Regions from separate parts of the Mus musculus genome. Here all the other regions are linked to region 1. Evidence: chromatin contacts called from public Hi-C, HiChIP or PLAC-seq and promoter capture Hi-C data. All regions are on one chromosome and are shown on one strand. Each heading gives the region's core, a stretch centred on a gene start, on an enhancer-like site or on the middle of the called end of the contact. The rest is flanking DNA. Distances are from core to core; before and after follow the strand shown. Region 1 holds the start of Mks1 (MKS transition zone complex subunit 1). Region 2 holds the start of Cuedc1 (CUE domain containing 1). Region 3 holds the start of Rnf43 (ring finger protein 43). Region 4 overlaps Rnf43 (ring finger protein 43).

What was found. Promoter capture Hi-C pulls out the DNA fragments that hold promoters and counts their contacts. A called contact is a pair of places that touch in the nucleus more often than the background predicts. HiChIP or PLAC-seq counts read pairs in DNA pulled down with a chosen protein or histone mark.
Region 2: a FOXA1 HiChIP or PLAC-seq map of pancreatic cancer cells shows a contact between it and region 1. The contact joins the promoter of Cuedc1 here to the promoter of Mks1 in region 1.
Region 3: a promoter capture Hi-C map of macrophages shows a contact between it and region 1, with 7 read pairs. The contact joins the promoter of Rnf43 here to the promoter of Mks1 in region 1. A contact is called at or near these places in 13 of 39 promoter capture datasets (the 3T3-L1 cell line, 3T3-L1-derived adipocytes, the C10 cell line and 9 more), 2 of 115 datasets of contacts at active chromatin or transcription factors (bone marrow-derived macrophages and memory CD8 T cells) and 3 of 9 other capture datasets (adipose tissue, liver and pancreatic islet).
Region 4: a Hi-C map of CD4 T cells shows a contact between it and region 1, with 3 times the contacts expected there. The contact joins the enhancer-like site here to the promoter of Mks1 in region 1. A contact is called at or near these places in 1 of 39 promoter capture datasets (macrophages), 1 of 484 Hi-C or Micro-C datasets (CD4 T cells) and 3 of 9 other capture datasets (adipose tissue, liver and pancreatic islet).

The regions. Positions count from the first base shown.
Region 1 is chr11:87,851,546-87,854,788 of GRCm38.p6, reverse strand. Mks1 (MKS transition zone complex subunit 1) reads right to left here and starts at 1,574. Exons shown (of 18, transcript NM_001039684.3): 1 at 1,460-1,574; 2 at 943-1,052. The coding sequence starts at 1,539.
Region 2 is chr11:88,097,440-88,100,682 of GRCm38.p6, reverse strand. Cuedc1 (CUE domain containing 1) reads right to left here and starts at 1,537. Exons shown (of 11, transcript NM_198013.3): 1 at 1,340-1,537. 2210416O15Rik (RIKEN cDNA 2210416O15 gene) reads right to left here and starts at 2,625. Exons shown (of 4, transcript NR_045499.1): 1 at 2,555-2,625; 2 at 2,366-2,468; 3 at 1,931-2,014; 4 at 576-1,821.
Region 3 is chr11:87,661,575-87,664,817 of GRCm38.p6, reverse strand. It overlaps Rnf43 (ring finger protein 43), which reads right to left and starts at 1,731. Exons shown (of 10, transcript NM_172448.4): 1 at 1,596-1,731; 2 at 1-682. The coding sequence starts at 202.
Region 4 is chr11:87,718,223-87,721,465 of GRCm38.p6, reverse strand. It overlaps Rnf43 (ring finger protein 43), which reads right to left. Exons shown (of 10, transcript NM_172448.4): 3 at 2,966-3,088. Among named protein-coding and RNA genes, the nearest start is that of Supt4a, 18 kb to the left of the region's middle. Within about 2 kb of position 1,720, at least 53 of the 459 cell types and tissues checked have an H3K27ac peak or open chromatin away from gene starts, as enhancers often do.

The sequences.
Region 1 (3,243 bases), core at 325-2,824:
ATTACACGTGTATACCACCAGGTCTGCCTTCAAAGTCCCTACTCACATTGACCGCAAACCCCACTGGAATTTAGTGACTCACTAAGCGCTCACTCTAAACATAGAATGCAGGTGGTGGACATACTTTGGTTAATACTAGAAGCAAGATTAGGGCCTGAGGTGTCCTAATCATTACTCTAATTTGAATAAAAGGTAGCTCTGCCTTCCAAGAAACATTCTCTAGTCCCGTATAAGGCACTAGAGTTTAGCTAGAGGCTGAAGGGCCAGCCCTTCCTCAATCCTGGCTGAATTTGCTAGATAAGGACCCTGATGTTTTTCTGAAACCACCACCGAATCATCCAGAAACACAAGATGCATGATTTGTGATCTGCCAGGCTACCCTTTTTGCCTAAGAATATTTCTGAGTAGAAAGAACAATGACAAAAGCATGAAAAATTATTGGCCAAACACGACGGTCCTGTCCTTTCTTTTGGCTTTCAAGGCAAGAGGAAAAAATCATATTTTCGTGCAAACTCCTGTTTTAAAATTGTTTTTTAAGTGTATTTATACATACATTTGGAGTTTGGAACATATTTCTCTTAGAAGTCCTTTCCCCATCCCCCAAGTCACAACTCGGGTAAGATGGCTCAAGCCCCAGGATTCATCTGGTGAAGAGATAACTGAACTGGTTCGCAAAAGTTATCCCCTGAACTTCACTCTCGCACTGTGGCATGGGCGTGCACACACACACAAAAGTAAATTACAATGTAAAAAAATAAATAAATAATAAAAAATTAAAAAGATGATTGCCCAGGTTCATTCAAATGCTTCTATATTCCTCGGCTAGGTGACACTGGGCAATAAACTCAACCTCTCTGAGCCTTCCGTTCCTCCTCTGTACCTCTACTGCCCCGCACCCCTGCCTTAGTCTCAAATGAATGTAGCGTCATCACAAACACCCACTAGCAGCTTGCGGAGGCCTAAAAGTGGCCAAGTCTATGAGGTCCTTCCCCATCTGGGCAGCAGGCTGGTAATGAAGGAAGTTGCTTGATGTGATTCTTTGCAGATGAACTCTGTCAAGAGAAGAGAAGCCCCAAATACGCGTGTCAGAGACACACAGCAAGGAGATATACAGAGCATGAATCGGGGAAAGAAATCACAGAGGCAGAGAAGTCAAGGCTGCTGCAAAGAAGAGGTGGGTAGGGGCGTCTGCTGGATAAATCAGCACAGGGACCCGAGGGGTTTGAAAGTGGCGAGAACTTGAAGGGACTTGGGCAGGGTGAATCTGAAAGGTGTACTTGGAAGCTTTCAGTGGAAAAAGATCCTGATAACAAGACGCGCGCAGAGATGGCAGAGGAAGTAGTTGGGATTGTAAGCGGAAGTAGGGGCCTCTGAGCATCTAAAAGCTTAGGGTGGAATAAAGTTAGGGGGCCTCGGAGCATAAAGTTAGGGGGCCCTGAAACTGGGGTCGAGTGACTACCGGAGGCGCAGGTTGCGCACGGGGTCCCGGGAGCGATACACGGCCTCGCCGGTGTCAGTGCTCCAGACCGCTTCCGCCATGACAGCTGCTTCGCGCTGCGACCGCGCCGGAAAGCGTGGTGCCTCGTTCCCCTGGCAACGGAGACGCTGGCTTCTTAGGCAAGGGAGGCGCTGCGCGCGCAGCTCTCCACGTCTGCGGGAGCCAGTCCCTAGCCTGGCAGCGGGACCCTCAGCTGTCCTGTGTGAGTAAAGCTCACCTCCACCCAAGGTGAAAGTTGGTGCACTGCACAAAAGAGAAAACCGCCATCAGCTACTTTGTTTAGGTGCAAAAATGGTGATGGTGGCCAGAACCAGGTGACCTGAGTCCTTACTTTCTGATCAAACACTGCCTTCCACTGAACATTTGAAAACTTCGGCCTAGGGGGCGTGGAGAAATGGCTTAGTGGTTAAGAGGTTAGTGACTGGACTTTCAGAGGAACTAGCAGGCCCAGATGGCCACTCACACCTGTCTCTACTCCAGTTCCAAAGGGTCAGACACCTTGCCGCCTTACAGTACACATGTGTTGCACAAACATGTTCACCATTATGCATAAAATAAATTTAAAAAAATTTAAGGAGAGAAAACTCAGGCCTAAACAGTTGGTGGATATGACTAAAAGGACATGCAAACAAAAATTAAAAAACAGCCGGGCAGTGGTAGCGCACGCCTTTAATCCCAGCACTTGAGAGGCAGAGGCAGGCAGATTGCTGAGTTCGAGGCCAGCCTGGTCTACAGAGTGAGTTCCAGGACAGCCAGGGCTATACAGAGAAACCCTGTCTCAGGAAAAAGAAAAGAAAAGACAGGAAAAGAAAAGAGAAAGAAGAAGGAGGAGGAGGAGGAGGAGGAGGAGGAGGAGGAGGAGGAGGAGGAGGAGGAGGAGGAGGAGGAGGAGGAGAAGAAGAAGAAGAAGAAGAAGAAGAAGAAGAAGAAGAAGAAGAAGAAGAAGAAGAAGAAGAAGAAGAAGAAGAAGAAGAAGAGAAAGAAAGAAAAAGAAAAAAAGAAAGAAAACATTCCTGGAAGAAAAAAAACCTGTGGGGCAGGTATATTAGTAGTTTTGTTGGTATGCACTGAGCCAGAGAAATAAAAAACAAGGAAGCCAGCAGAAAGGAAGGAAAGGGTGTTTTCCCTGGGGCATGTTGGTTCTGGATTATTAACCAGTTAAGACTCCGAGCCAGCCCCTGAAAAACCACCAGAGTGACATTCAGAAGTCATGGTTCACTGGCACATCCAAGGAAAGATGGTATAAGTTTAATTCCGGCAGTTTGGCAATATCAATATTGACAATTAGTATTTGACGGTTGCTACTTATTCATCCGAATAAGCAATTGTTGCCTGGCCTGGGACATTTCATGGCCATCCGATTATAGAGCAGAGAAATCATGAGCACCTAACTATTCATTGTGTGCACTAAGAACTCACCACAAATAGCACCTACTCATTTTTCATTTGTATTGCCTGTAACCCTCCCAAAAACCTCTCCAAGAGGTACTTTATTCCTATTTAAAGGATGAAGTTACCAAGGGCCAGGAATTAAGTATGGGGTGTATTAATGAGTGCTGACGTGGGAAAAACAGATTCCAACCTGGTCTGGCTTTTGTGGCCTCAAACCTGCCACCAACTTACTGTCTCCCACCCACATCCTTAAGAACATACAATTTCCAATTAAGGGATGATTTCTAGACACTGAAACCATGGAGATTAGAAAGGAAGTCACTTCGAGATTTTGTTTAAGATGAGAACAGCCA
Region 2 (3,243 bases), core at 288-2,787, 250 kb before region 1:
AAGACTGTACCCAGCTGTTTCCTTGTCTCCTGCTCCATCCAGCAAGAGAGTGTGGACGGGTGATTTCCAATCCAACCTTCTGGATGAACCTCTGGTGGCCCAAGCCAAGCTACATAAAGAAAGGTACCATCCCTCCATTTAAACGGAGGTCCCACTTCACATTCGATCCAGCAGGAGCCAAACTTCATAATGAGATGACATCTATAAGATAAGGAGACTCCTAGTATCACACACTGCCTTCAAACAGCATACATAGTTAACTCCATAGGTCTGTAAAGAACCTTAGGGCTGGGAGGGCCAGAGCAACTCCAGAACCCCTTCTCCTGGGCCAGGTGGCTCAGGGTGTTGCAAGGTGTATTTCCTGGGTTTCAGGCTACTGAGGACCAGGTGGTGACCAAGGCACATGGTCTTCTATCCGACGTCACCTCTAGGGTATCTCATCACTATCTTCCCAATTATCCACCCCCACCCTCTATTCTTACAATAAGTAAATAAACAAACAAATAAAGGAAATCTAAAAATCTCTCTTCCTTAAAACACCCTCTCCAGGAATTTAATAGCAGTATGAATTTCTTGAAGCTGAAACTTTTTATTAAGGAAAGAAAATGGACAAGCCCATGCTGGGGTGGCAAGCCACCAACCATTCAGAGAGAAACCCAAGAGCGCTGAAGGAATAAAGGCAAGCCCCGGCCCCCTGGAGCTCAGCGCCCCAGGCACTCAGAGTTCGAGGGGCGGGGGAGCAGGGGCGGGGACAGCGCATTCTGAACTTTCTCCAGCCGGGTCGCGGAGAGACGCAGCTCCCAGGGGACCGGGTGGGACCAGAAAAGGCTGAACCGACCGGTGACCACGGCGGGAGCAGGAAACGATTCTCCCCTCCCCCTAAAAGGAGTTCAGCTCCCAACCCAGGCCCCCGCCTCGCCATCGCCATTCAGGCTGCGCCCCCAAGCCCGGGCGAAGCCGGGAGGGTGTCCACACAAAGCGGGGAACCGGGGAGCAGAGAGACCCGGGTTGAGCAGGCTCCCCAAGGCCTCGCGTCCCTTCCTCGCGGCGCCGGCTGGCCGGCGACCACCCCTCGGATCGCGGCCCCGGGATCCTCCGCACGCTCCCTGTGCCCAGGACCAGGAACGAGGCGGGCAGCGGCGGAGGGAGGGCGGCCGGGGACCTGCCGCGGGCTCCCGGGCAGCCTTGGCCACCGCGCGAGGACTCAAACTCGCGACGGCCCGGCCCTCGCGGCCGCGCCTCGGCGATGCTCCCGGGGAAGGTGGGGCCACCGGGCCGGGGTGGAGCGCGGCGCCCGCGAGCTCGCGCTAGGGGCGGCGAGAGCGAATCGGGGTCTTACCGAGCACCGCACGCGCGTCCGCTCCCGCGGGGCCGCTGGGGTCGGGCGGCGGGGGAGGGGCGCGGTCCCGCGGCGGCAGCGGCAGCCCGGCTTGGTGGCGCGGCGGCGCGGCTGGGCGCCGGGAGGCGGAGAAAGCGAGGCGAGGCCGGCTTCCTAGCGGCGGGCGGCGAGAAATGCAGCTGTCCCTGCGAAGCTGCCGGCGGGGCCACAAGTGGGGCGCGCGGGGAGGAGCGGGGCTGCGCGCGCGGCGGGGCTCAGGCTGCGACACCCCCAGACCCTCTCCCCAGGACTGGAAGCAGGAATAGGGATCCCGAGGCCAATGCGGTTGCGCAGGATACGGGGCAAGGGGAGAGGGATAAGGGGCAAGGGGCCTCTGAGGACACTGGGACAGTCTCCTCTGTGCATTCCTGCACAGACCGCTCCTCTTGAGGACTTGTGATCTTCCCTTTATGGCCCGGTGTGATGCGCTTGGGCTCTGCCGACTTGGGAAGCACCTTAAGGGGTTGTTAAAGCAAGGAGACCTGAGACGTGGGAAATTTGGGAAAGAGGGGGACCTAAATGCAAGGCTGACCTGAGAGTTTGCAGACATACACGAGGAGCCACTAGTGAGGGCTGTAGAAGATGCACGAACCTCTCTGGGCTTGGGGACATCAGGAGTGTGGGAAAGTGGCAGCTCTGCGGAGTTAGAGTTCAGGAAATAAAATGTAATATTGAGGCCAGAGGAAATCGTGAAGTTGATTAGGAAAATCAAAGTTACCACCCACTAACATCTTATCTCCACCCAGCATTCGCCATTACTTCAAAGGCTTCTGAGCCTCGATAAGGGATTCCACAAACGTTTTAATAAACGGTCGATCAACTGGTTAATTTTCCAAGTGGTTTGGTTTTGTGCACTAATTTGGAGATGAGAAAAGGGAACAGAGGGAATGATGGAAGAGCCTGCCCATTTGTGTGTGGAGCCCTGCACACAGCCCTCTCCTCTTCCGAAGACTTACAATCTTTGCTGAGAAGTCTGGGCATGCTCACCCAAGAGACATCTGATGGTGAAAATCACAAACCAAGGCCCCAGAGTCTCCATCCTTTGCTTGTCAAGGGTAATTTCTTCAGCGAGGTGGAATCTGAGGATACCCTGGGAGAAACCCCACCTCTGAGAATCCCTTGTTCCCTTCGGCCCCTCTGCCCATGCCCCTTCACCCGGCTTCCGGGAACCCTCACACTATCAGGACCCCACGTGAAAAATTCTGACTCTGAAGTCCTCCGATGTGGCTGCTGACTGAGATGTCACCAAGCGCTCAGGATTTATCCTCTCGGCCAGTAAAGCCTAGATGATGGTATCGAGTTTGTCACTTTATACTGTAGTGTTAACTTCACCTGTCACTTTTCTGCTTATTGGCAGAATCTTTCTCTAATCTGTCCCAGTCACTTTGACATTTCAGGACTTGGGGTTGGGGTGGGGGCTACCAATCTGGAGATTTTCCTGTTTGTGCGTGCCTCTAGGATGCTTATGAAATGTATTTTCATTCAAGTCGTTAGCAAAGCCAGCTAGTCGCTGTGATTGTCACCCTTGAAGTAGCCTGTCTGTGAGCTTTTCAATGTCCTCCTTTGGGGTCGATTCCGGAAGCAGCTTCCCAGTCCTGCCTCCCTACACCCCCACCCCCACCTCCACCCCTGCTTCTCATACCCAGAGCAACTTCACTCTCCCCTACTGCTGCTCTGAGCACCTAGAGGCTCAGGTTAGGTTCTCTTGCAACCCAGCCCCTCTTATCTGCTGCCTGCCTCAGGTCTCCAGCATCAGGTCCCTTGGAGATCTCATGGAGGCTAACAACAAACTCAAAACCATTCCTCCCTCATCTAAACGCCACCTCTTGGCACAGAGGCTAACCAGCTCAGTCCCTGCCCTCCCT
Region 3 (3,243 bases), core at 482-2,981, 190 kb after region 1:
CGCCTTCCAAAGTGAGGTTCAGTTTTCCTGTGGGGTCCATTTTCAAGGGGATCACTCTGATAACAGCTTTCTGTTCTGCTGATCTTTCGGACTCCACTGCCGCCGCCAGCACCCGTCCTGTGTGTCCGAAGCCTGCGTGCAGGGTTGCCATCAGCAGCCAGGGCCAGAGGACAGCCAGCTGCAGCTGGTGGCCACCACTCATGCTACCAGCTGCATCAATGCTCTTCGGCCATGCATACCGCTTCTACTACCAGCTCATCCCAAAGGCAGGTCCTCAATGCAGAAAACGAATGGGGAGAAGTGCTAGCCCTCCGTTTCAGAGAGCCAAGTCAGATTCTGGTCCTTCCTTTTTCTAACGTAGATTCCCAAGCACAGGGGGTATTCCTGATTGGGAGCAGAAGATGGCCTTTTCAGCCCACCTCTGGGGCAGGTATGTCCTTTTCTCCCATCGTCACTGCGAATACAGAAATGCCACCTCTTCTCTTTGGAATTTCCAAATGTGCTTTAGATACAAACATGGATTGGTATTATGTCAGATCACTTGCTGCTGGTCTTCCATATGTATCAGATTCCTGAGGCACTAAACCCGAGGCCGATGAAGAAAACAAGGTCAGTAAACGGCTAAAGCAGCGCATCGGAGGTGAGGGAGGAACTTCAGCTCAGAACACGAAGACATGCTGCCCTTTTTAAGCCAGAAAAAAATGTCAACCATAAATGGCTAAAGTCCATGAGGAGGTTTTCTTTTGAATAGGGGAAGAGTGGGAACTAATCAGGCCCCACCTGGAGGGATGTCTAATGATGCTGAAGCATATACTCTTAATTAAAATGTCCATGCTAAATTGTGTTTCAGCATAGTCCAGAGTTCTAGGCCTACTGAATTTATATACTTTTAAAGAACTACAATATATTATTTTGTGTGTGTGTGTTCCACCAAAAGTGCCTGTAAAATTAGGCACAAATTCATATATCTTTGACATACGACACAATTAATCTGAGTATCAAAATCTCTTCCAACTTCCCTTTTGAGATACTTGAAAAGTTTAGCTTTGCAATTATTTTCCCAGCTAAAATTCATATTTCTGTTTCCACTTTCCTTTCTCGTTTAGGGATCCCAGAGTTTATTCTCCAGTCTGAGAATGCCAAGCGCTTTGACTTTCCTCAGAATGCTGTGGAAACACATCCAGACTTTACAATCTGTAATCTTCTAGATTCAGGAGAAAAACAAAGGACTATTCCTAAGTTTTCAAATTCCTTGAGGGGGCGGAGAATAAAAGATAGGGGGGTAGAGAGGCTCTAAGTTGAGCGCCCTGAAAAAAATCAGGCTGAGGAGACCTGGGTTATTTCTATGTTCCTAGGAAACTTTGGACTCTTTATAAACATCAGATTTTTAAAATGCGCACCCTTAAGTAACTATAAATACACTTCACCCACAAAGTATGCTGCCTTTTGAAGTCATTTAAAAATCCTATAAAGTCTTCAGAGTAAGTGCTGAAAAGCCAAGCGTCTGAACGCAAACCTGTTCTATAGATTCTTTACTTTCGCTGAGACAGAGGGAGGGAGAAAACACGAAAGAATTTCAAAAGAAATCTGCAAACCTGTTGCGCTGTCGGGCCCACTGGAGTCCACGGCACGGGGATGAAACAAATTCAATTGTGCATTTATAAATCCTGCTTTAAAAAAAGACCTGAGCTGCTTAACCCAGTACGGCTCCGGCTTCCACCTTCTCACTCTGCAATCAGACCAAGTGCTCGCACTACAGGTAGGTGCTGAGAAATTCCGAAGCCCGAAAAAGTAATCCACGCAGATCAGGCAAAAACTTATTCCAAGACGAGAGCTACTGTCCTCCTCAAGAACTCTGGAAATGCTTAAAGATGAGCCAAAATCATCTCTAAAATCTAACAAAAGTCTTCTCCCTCCGCCTCTGTACGGAATATCTTGGAAGAGATGAGAAACGAAGCAGCAAATAGAACAGTCACTACCCAAATCACAGAATATCCCAGAGGGAGAAGACGGTATCCCTGAATCATGGACGGACTTGGAAGTTCAGGAGGAGGCAGGGTTGAAGTGCTTCCTTTCAAGAAAGACAATTCTGGATCAGCTCCCTACAGCAGGAAACCTGTGGTTTGTAATTGGTGTACCAGCTCTGACTTCTTCCCCTGGGACTGCAATCACGCTCTCTACCTGCTGACAAAGTGAGGGTGGAGCCGCTACACGCAAGCCGGCCCCTCCTCCTCTTGGTGCACGCACTCACTAATTTAACCAAAAGTCTTCTCTCGGTCTCTTTCTGTCTCTTGCTCTTTTACTCCCCCTAGTGAGCGACAGCCCAACTGCATGCAGTTCAATCAGTCCTTACCTTTCCCCACAGGAGATAAATCAGGGCCACCCAAATGTGTCTATTCTGTAAGCACTAGCACACTGACGGCGGTATGAGGAACGGAACAGAAAACAAAGACATCCAAAAGACAAAAGAACGGCGCAAAGTCTTGCAGTTACAAATTCAAATAGATCTCTATTCTTCCCATGTTTTAGTGTCTACAAATGGCACAAAGCCAGAATTGAGAGATCTTATACTGAGTACTTGTTGCTTATGTCTGCCACTGTGAATAAAGACTTCTGCATAGCTTTTCTTCAGTTCTTACTACGTTCAGTAGTTCTGCCTAAACTGCACCTGGATGGATCTCTCGAATCAGGTTGCTGTCAGAAGTCTGGAATCTGTTATTTCTCTCTTACTCTTTGGGTCAAACCTATTCTTCCAGTGTAAGACTCTAAGTTAGTCTGCATATAGAAGCTAAGCATTAAACCTATGCTTGGAGCTGGAGCAGTGGCTCAGTGGTTAAGAGCACTGGCTGCCTGTTCATCCAGAGGGCTGAAGTCTAGTTTTCAACATTTACATGGTGGCTCACAACCATCTACAACTCCATTTCCAGTGAATTCAACACCCTTGTCTGGCCTCCACAGGCACTGCAGACAAAACACCCATACACACAAGATGAATCTTTTCTTAAAAGTTAAATATGTCTAATAAAAACAGTATAGGTAAAGAGATTAAATTTAGCTAATTACTACCTTCATGCAATATAGTTCTTTGTAAATCTTCATATTTGAATACTGTAATATTTAAATTTTCAAATTATATTTGACATTTCTTTTTAAAATTGTATTTGATATGTATGGATGTTTTGTCTGCATGTATGTTTGTATACCATGTGTGTGAGAAGCCAGAAGAGGGTGTAAGGCTCTGTG
Region 4 (3,243 bases), core at 471-2,970, 130 kb after region 1:
TTCAAATTCCAGCAACCACATGATGGCTAACAACCACCCATAATGAGAGAGAAAAAAAAAACCCAAAAAACAAAAAACCAAACACACACACACACACACACACACACACACACACACACCACAAACCTTTGGGCCAGAACGAGCTGGGGCCTGTGCAAGAGGGAGAAGGGAAGGGGAAGAAAAATCCCTAGCATGCTTTCTGATGTTTTATCTTTACTTTTCTTTGGACAGGGTCTTATGTAGCTCCTGGTTTAACCAGACACTGTGTTAAAACAACGGCAGGAAGCTGGGTGTGGTGCTGTACACCTGCAACCCCAGCACGGAGAGGCAGAGGCAGGACAGGGACTTTTAAACCATGAGACTCTGTTTTAAACATCAAAGGAAGTCGGGTGCGCTGGGTGGGAGAGTCAGAGTTAGGTGTCGCACTTTCTGTGAAGTTTCTAGAATAAGCACATGTCCCTTCTGTAGAAGGTAAAGAGATGCGGGGGAAACTCCCTCTGAGCCTCTCTGAATTCTCTGTCCGCTCCCAGCTTGCTACGCCCTGAGCCCGTGCTTCCTGAACAAACATTTCTCCAGATTTTGTAAAGCAGGAGAGACTAAATACCCATAAGTAGGGAGGCTCCAGTCAGAAGAAAATCTGCAGCTGTAAAGGACTGTGGCCCGTGGCCTATGGTGCTGTGAATGAGAAAGGCTTTCCGTGGGCTCAGGCGCTCGCACCGCACACGGGGGTCCCCAGTTGGCAGAACTACGGAGGAGAGCCAGAGGCCAGCCTGGGCTACAGAGTGAGACTCTTTCTCAAAATCCAAAATAAATACAAAGGATCTGGTCCATGTTCTCCTGGGTAAGCTATACAGAAAACCGTAACTGTCATTTTCAGTGAAGGATCCCAGGTGGCAGGTAGCAGGCCAGCAACCCAGAGAGCTCAGGAAAGCCGAGCAACTGCATCCGTGAGACAGGAGGCGGCGCAGTGAGCGCTGCTGAGCAGTCGGGCTCTCAGGGGCTCTGCTTGTGTGGTTAGCTTAGTTTGGGTTTTGGAGACATTTCTCTGTGTAGCCCAGACTGGTCTAAAACTTATGATCTGTCTGCTATAGTCTCCTGAGTTCTAACATTTTAAATTATTTTAAGCGTTTATTTATTTATTTATTTATGATTTTTGAGACAAGGTTTCTCTGTGTCACCCTAGCTGTCATGGAACTCAGTGATCTGCCCACCTCTGCCTCCCAAGTGCTGAAATTAAAGTCCTGCATCATTATTTTCAGGGTTTTTTTTTCTTTTTTCTGAGACAGAGATTTTCTGTGTAACCCTGACTTTCCTAGAACTCAATTTGTAGACCAGTCTGACCTCAAACTCAGATCTGCCTGCCTCTGCCTCCTGAGTGCCGGGATTAGATGTGTGCACCACCACGCCCCGCTGCCTATTTTCAGTTTTTTAAAGTGTGGCAGTTAACTTACATTTTAGTGGGAGGTATTTTTGTTTGCTTCTTTGAGTTCTTGTTTTGGTTTTGAGACAGAATCTCATATATCCTAGGCTGTCCTCACAGTGTGTGACTGAGGTGACTGAATTTCTAATTGTCTTGCCTTCATCCTGGAGGGCTGTGATTATATAAGCACCAAGCCTGGCTTTGGGCAATGTTAGAGAACAAACCCAGGGCCTGGTGCAGCCTCGGCAGGCGCTCTGCCACACAAGCCGGATCCCCAGCCCTAATTTACACACACAGCCCTTGTGCAAGGGAGCTTGCAGTGAAGTAACAAACCTCACAGGAAACGTGTAAAGGCTGTTATAGAGAGTGGTAGCTTCCTTCCACTCAGTATTCCATTTTCCCTGTCTGCGTAGGGGCTTTCTTACCCAGCACTGACTGACCTGGTACTCTCTATCCGGCCCAAGGCAGCCTCCAGCGCTCAGTAACCCTGGCTCTGCCTCTTGAGTGCTGGGCTCAAAGGCAAGTGCCATCATGCCAGGCTCCACTTTGCTGTTCATAGGAAAGGGGGCTCAGATGTTTCCGAGGCATGGAACAAAGTGATACCCCACCCCCTACGTCCCCTGATTGTTCTTGTACTGAGGAAGGGAAAATCCTCATGAATTTCTAAGAGATGGAGTGGGGTGAGGGAGTAGAGGGCAGGGGTGGGGTCAGAGCTCATGCTGGGATGAAACTCCAGAAAGTTCTAGGACTGGTGGGTTGACTAAGGACAAAAGCGTGCATTTCTACCTCTCCTGGATGGGTTATAAGCTGGGGGAACTTGAGGGAATCAGGCTTAGCATTCTTTTTTGTTGGTGGTGGTGGTAGTTTTTTGAGACAGGATTTCTCTGTATAGCCCTGGCTGTCCTGGAACTCACTCTGTAGACCAGGCTGGCCTCGAACTCAGAAATCCACCTGCCTCTGCCTCCCAAGTGCTGGGATTAAAGGCATGTGCCACCACTGCCTGGCAGGCTTAGCATTCTTAAAACTATTTGTATTATTTTATGTGTGTGGGTGTTTTGCCTGAATGTGTGTGTTTGTCTGTGGACCACCTGTGTTCCTGGTGCTCATGAAGGTCAGAAGAGGGCACCAGAGTCCCTGGAACTGAGTTAGAGATGGTTGTGAGTTACCATGTGGGTGCTGAGAATTGAATTCAGATCTGGAAGGACAGCCAGAGTTCTTAACCACTGAGCTCAGCCACCTCTCTAGCCTCAAGGTTATTGCCATTGTCTCTCTCTCTTAATTTTTGTGTGTGTGTGTGTGTGTGGGGGTGTTTTCCCAGACAGGGCTTCTCTGTATAGTCCTGCTCCAGCTGTTCTGGAACTCTCTCTGTAGACCAGGCTGGCATCAAACTCAGAGATCCTGTCTCTGCCTCCCAAGTGCTGGGATTAAAGGTGTGTGCCACCACCGCCCTGTGGGCTTATCATTCTTGAGACAAGGGAACTCGAGAGCTGGGGGTGCTCATGGCCCATGCTGGATGCAGCAGAGGAGTGTGGCGTGAGGCCCTACCTTACTGGCCAGTGACAGGCAGGGGCGAGGAGCTCGTCGAGGGCTCTCCAGCTTGACGATGCTGATGAACCCAGGCTCAAGGTTGTCGTCATCACTGGCGTTGCACAGGTACAGGGGGTGGGACTGCAGAGAGACAGACAGACATCTGGGTTAGACAAACTCTAGCAGGCAGCTGTGAGCCATGGACAAGAATCAAGCACAGCTATAGTATTCTAGGCAGGTTCCAAGTTGGCCTTGGTTTTTTTGTTTGTTTGGGCTTGTTGTTGTTGTTGTTCTTT